Regions from separate parts of the Mus musculus genome. Here region 1 is linked to region 2. A link is a contact called in public HiChIP or PLAC-seq data. All regions are on one chromosome and are shown on one strand. Each heading gives the region's core, a stretch centred on a gene start, on an enhancer-like site or on the middle of the called end of the contact. The rest is flanking DNA. Distances are from core to core; before and after follow the strand shown.

Region 1 (2,818 bases), core at 199-2,698, 1.0 Mb after region 2:
AACATAAAGTGTGTGTATAATGAAGAAAAGAAAAGAAAAAAAAAACAGTATTGGGACTCTGGATGGCTCAGTAAGGTGCTTGCTATGGGACCCGTTGACCTGGATTCAATCCCCTGGACCCCACATGGTGGCTGAGCTCTGATCTCCAATTGTGCACAAAGGAGAGTATGTATGCACGCAAAGGTATGAGTGCATAAACACACACATTGATATTAAAATTTGATAGTATTGAAACTAAATGTGAAATAATCCCAGTTTTATAATTCAAATACAAAGAAAGACTAAGCACACATAACTGATATACCATCTACTTAGAATGCAACTGGGTGTCCAATCTCACATGCTCTAGGGGTGCAAAACGATGTTTGTGAGCTCCGCACTGGAGTCCAAGGGTGTTGGTTACTTGCTAACTTCTGTTTAACAGTTTTAAGTTGGTGGGCTCATGTAACATCTCAAGGCAACATGTCACTACTGAATAGTCATTGATCCAATGTTCCCACTGAGCACTTTTGAAAAACTGCTGTGACACTGGGACTGTGCCAAAAGAAAGGTATTTTTTTGTTGTTGTTTCCAACTTTCAGGAAGGGCAAGTTTGCATCAAGTCTACCACTACTGCCGGTATGTCCATTTCTGTCTAATTATATCACTAGCCAGGGAGCGCCTTTGAGGCTAGATTTCCAAGGCAAATGGGAAGGAAATATGCAGACTGGAGCTGAGGGTTGGACCAGAATAACTGCCCAATTTAAAGTCTTCAGCTGTGCCTGTGGTAGAGGCTAGGCTTTCTCAATCCTGAAAGGATTTCTACACCCAATGGTCACAGGTTTCCAGACTCTCTTAGAATGTGACTCAACTCTCCCATTTACACATAACAACAGTAAATCAAAAACCACCTCCCTGCACTAAGGCAATCACAATTGCTCTCCTGGACTTTAGGATTGTCAAGAAGCCTAGGGGAGGGGGAGGAGCTGGGGGGGGGGGAGGGAGAAGCAGTTTCAGGCCACCCGCACACGGTGAGGAATGTCGCTGTCAAGCAAGGAAAAATGGAAAGACGAAGAGAGAAAAAAAAAATCAGAACTTTTCAGACTCCATGAGCCTTGGCCCTGCCACTGATAAAAGTGAAGAGGAGGGAACGACTAGTTCAGCCTTGGAGGTACTGTCCCCAGCTCCAGCTCCATTGGAGAGTTGAGTCACCCTGGAACTTTCCCTGGACAGGCAGTCCCCGCCACCACGGCCATGGCCACGTCCCCTGCCCTCACCTTACTGAACACCTCCAGGTCGTCCTCGTCCTCGTCCAGATCCAGCACATCGGCCTGCAGCAGGCTGCAGGAACCGCTGCCACTCGGGATCGGGGCGCCGCCCCGCGGGCTCTCCCCGACCGCCAGCTCCGAGGAGCCCGACGCCAGGCGCTCGCCGTCCATCCCGGCAGTGCGCGCCCAGCCGGCCGCCTCTGCCAGCCCGGCTCCCCCGCGCGCGCCCATTGGCTCCCGAGGCGCCCTGCGCCTCCCTGGCCAGCCCAGCTCCTGCCCCTCGGCCGTGCGCAGACGCGGAACTGCGGGAGCCCGCGGCGCCGGGCCGGGCCGGGGCGGGAGAGCGGTGGGGCCTGCCCAGCCACAACCTGGCTCAGATCTACAGCCCGACTTTTAAATTCTGACTCTAGGAACACCGCCAGGGTGGGCCATGGAGATACAGAGGACAGGAGGTGGTGTTCTCGCCCTGACACAGCCAAGGGCCACCAGGTTTGTGCGTGAAGTGGCAGGATCTATATACACAACCAGCTGACCCAGCTTGATTTCCTGTTCTGAAAAGTGCCCTTTTCCCAGGTTGTGACTTTTTTTCCCATTCTCAAGTCTGTCTTTACAGAGACTAATGCAAAAATTAAAGACATCTGAACCTCCTGGTTTTCAATTGTTTGTTTGTTTGTTTTTTCCCATCGATTGGATTTTGTTGTCCTTTTACTGTCGAGTTAAGGAAGCTGAGGCTGAACAATTATTTTCAGCTACTTTCTAACATAGCTTTCTCCTGGAACTCTTCCTGAAGTTAATGTGCAAGAATGTTTCCAAGCTCCAAGGTCTGCCAGCAGCCCTGGGTATTGCAAGGAGAAAGAAACAATCTTGCATGCCTTTTCATACAGCCAGTGCAAAGCTGGAACTATTTAGTTGTTCATTGCTTGGTTTTTATAGATTCAAAGTTAATGAAAAATTGAGTACTAATTGATATATGTTAGAACTAGCTTCCATTTTTATTATTTATTCCTTTTGGTCTTCTCTCTCTCTTTCTCTCTCTCTCTCTCTCTTTAAATTTCTAAATGAAGATTCCTGTAAGAGCCAAATATGGGAATGCTTGACTGTAATTTCAACACAGGGTAGACTGAGGCAAGAGGACTTGCACTTTGAGGCCAGCTAATTATAACATAGGTTGAAAAAAGAAAACAGAGAGGGGAAACAGATAAAAAGCTTCCCAATTTAAATATTTTTATTTCTGGTTGAGACAGTTCCTCAATATATCCCCTTTTAACTATTTAAGGACCTCCAGTGTGTTTCAGGATATGACCCACATAGCATCCAGCCTGGTCACCGGCTACTTAAATGTACAAAATGTTCCTTTGCCTTATGGTTGGTGTCCTCAAAATACTGTGTTCTGCCAGTCTTCCAGGAATTATCTATAGTCCCATCAATTTTAGTAAGACTTGTGAAATGACAGTCTGGTCCCAGTTTCTCCTTTGGTTTTATCATACAGATTGTGTGTCTTACATTCCTTAGTAAACAAACCATAATGGGTTTTAGGTTGAGAACCATGAAATATCTTAGTAAAGCGCATT
Region 2 (2,924 bases), core at 387-2,886:
AGACACGTGTGTGTGTGTGTGTGTGTGTGTGTGTGTGTGTAGTGTATGTGTGTGCGTGTGTGTAGTATGTGTGTGTCCAGACTTCATTTTTCTTCCTTCCTCATGGTAGTCAACCACATGAAATAAATCTCTCCTTTTATTTTTCTTTTTTTAGTTAGGCTTTTAAAATTGGATTATGGAGGATAGGTGGCCAACCATGGCTTATAGGGGTCCTAGTTGAACCCCAAGTCTGTGGTTTTGAGCTGAAAAAATCAGTTGACTTAGTTGAAAAGTTTTAATGCCCCAAGCTGCTTTAGGTTGGAAACAAGATTTGGGCTCTCATTACTTAAAGCCCCCCTTTTAATTTTCTGGGGCGGTGGCTGCTGCGGGGGTGGGGCGGGTGGGGTTGAGGGTGGGGCGTTTGTTAAATGTTAACAGTTCTTCCTAGGCCGTTCAGAGGTGGGTGTTCTTTCCTATCTCTTCTTTTCAAATGGATCTAAAGAATTTACTGGTGTTGCGCAATGGGTAACCACAGGTCAAAGCCTGCCTCACGATCCTTCCCCCAACCCACACGTCCTCCCAAGTTAGGACGACGTGGTTAACATTTTTCAGATATAGATTTTTTTCCCTAGCACTGAACATGTTCTTTTGCAAAATAATGCAAGGCACAGACTAAAAAGAGACAATGGGAAGCCACAGCCACACGCATTTCAAGTTGTACTTTACAAAAAGAAATCTCGAAAGAGTCCTTTCAACTTTTATAATTTGTGCACTTTGGGTGGTGGTAGTGCAGACCTTTAATCCTGGCAATGTGGAGGCAGAGGCAGGAGGATCCCTGTGAGTTTGAGACCCGACTGGTCTACACAGCTAGTTCTAGAACAGCCAAGGCTACACAGAGAAACAGTGTCTCACACCCCCCCCACCAAAAACAAAACAAAACAAAACTGTGCGCTACGATTTCTTTACAAAATTTTGTAGGTAACTAAATAGTATGTGGAGTGCTGCTAGATTTAAGAAAAAAAAAAAAAAAAAAAAAAAAAGGGTGGGGTGGGGAGAAGGACTAAAGCTGGGAGTGGTGGTCCACCCATTTAACCCAGAAGGCGGCAGAGGCACAGCTAAGGCTGCTGCACAGAGAAACCCGGTCTCAAAACAAAAACAAAGGGGGCGGAGGTGGTCCTGTAAATTCTCACGGTGAACTTCAATTCTATATTTAGCCAGTCATTAAAAAGCAAACCAAACCAAGCCATCAGCATGCCTGTGGTACTGCGTACTTCAGTACTCACACTGCTAACTGAAATTGCAGTGGAACTGGGTATCCTACTTATTTGCTGAATATGGCTACCTCGCTCAGGCAGGAGGAGCAGGTGCCTTTGTCTTTGAGTCACAGGCAACAGGTATGCATTCAAATAGGCTGGTAGAGAAAACCAAGGAAAGTGTAATTTGCTCAGTGCAACAGTAGCTAGTGAGTTAAAAACACGCAGAGCGTTTTTATTTTTTAGAAACAGAACCCTTCTAGTTTCACATGTGCAGTCCTAAAGCCCATCCCGGGCTCGGAAACCAGGTAGGGCAGCTTGGGTCGCCAGCCTTCCCTGCCGGTTTCCCAGTAAGCTGGCTCCGCCTAGTTGCAGCTCCGCGGTACCCGCCGGAGCCAAGCCGGAAGTTGCTCAGGCTGCCTCTGCTGCTCAAGGTAAGAGCCCGTTCTGTTTAGTTTTCTGTGTCAAGACTCTTGGTAAAGCTTATAAAAATCAGAGCTAGCTGGGCGACGGCGGCGAGAGCAGGCACCTTGCGTGGTCTGGCAGTCAGGAGGCTGGAGGAGGGCTGCGCTCGCCGGCAGGGTTGTCTTGATCTGTCTAGCGATTTAGTTTCCCAATATGCCTCGTGACTTTGACTAAAGAGCCCTAATCCCCAAAATGGGGTAGTTGTAAGGACAGACGAGCATGAGGGCCCGAAAAGTATTGACTTTAATTTGTGCTCCATAAGAAAAATTGAACAACGGAAACTTGACTTTTGCATTGAAACCTAATGTCATAGTTTGCCCATGTGCGAGTTACTCGTGTGTGTGTGTGTGTGTGTGTGTGTGTGTGTGTGTGTGTGTTCTTATGTCTGTGCATGTCCAGCAGCCTCTTCTCTTCTCCTTTCTTTTCTTTCCTTTCCTTTTTTTCTCTTCTCTTCTCTTCTCTTCTCTTCTCTTCTCTTCTCTTCTCTTCTCTTCTCTTCTCTTCTCTTTTCTCTTCTCTTCCTCCTCTTCTCGTCTCGTCTCGTCTCGCTCTTCTCTTCTCTTCTCTTCTCTTCTCTCCCTCTCCCTCTCCCTCTCCCTCTCCCTCTCCCTCTCCCTCTCCCTCGCTTTTCTTTCCTTTCCTTTTTTCTTTCCATAATGTCTAAGGTCAAAGGGAAAATTTCAACTAACAAATGTGCTTTCTGGAATTTCTCCTAACATAGCTAAACTTTAAACTTTCAGTTCAGCTACAGGTATGTAAGTCTGCAATGGTGGAGGAAAATGTGATACAAGTTTCTATTAGCTAATAGTACATTTCTAAGAAAAGAACACTTACTTCAGGTTGGTACAACTAGGCAAGATTCCAAGGAAAGAAGGCTATTTTATCCGGAGCCCTGGCTTAGGATCTCATTAAGTAGCCTTAGCTGTCCTGGAACTTTCTCTATAGAACAGGTTGGTCTCAAACTTACAGAGATCTGCTTGCCTCTGCCTTCTGACTACTATGATTAATAGTGTGTGCCTGGTTAGGTGTTTTATTTAATTCTTACAAAGTAGTTTTTTTTTTTTTTTTTTTTTTTTTTTTTAAACTGGTACTGCCTCCAAAAATAAGAAGCCTAAGTGAGAGTGAGAATAAATAATTTGCTCTGGGTCACAACAGTGGTCCCTGACAGGTGATAATGGGTAAATGGATCAAGGTAGGGGAGATGTTCAGAGAACCTGATGACCAGAG

What was found. HiChIP or PLAC-seq counts read pairs in DNA pulled down with a chosen protein or histone mark.
Region 1: a contact with region 2 is called in an H3K4me3 HiChIP or PLAC-seq map of stem cell-derived neural progenitor cells, with 4 times the contacts expected there. The contact joins the promoter of Snx7 here to the promoter of Frrs1 in region 2. A contact is called at or near these places in 1 of 39 promoter capture datasets (liver) and 2 of 115 datasets of contacts at active chromatin or transcription factors (bone marrow-derived macrophages and stem cell-derived neural progenitor cells).

What each region holds. Positions count from the first base shown.
Region 1 is chr3:117,867,488-117,870,305 of GRCm38.p6, forward strand. It overlaps Snx7 (sorting nexin 7), which reads right to left and starts at 1,449. Exons shown (of 9, transcript NM_029655.3): 1 at 1,257-1,449. The coding sequence starts at 1,418.
Region 2 is chr3:116,860,044-116,862,967 of GRCm38.p6, forward strand. It overlaps Frrs1 (ferric-chelate reductase 1), which reads left to right and starts at 1,637. Exons shown (of 17, transcript NM_009146.3): 1 at 1,637-1,666.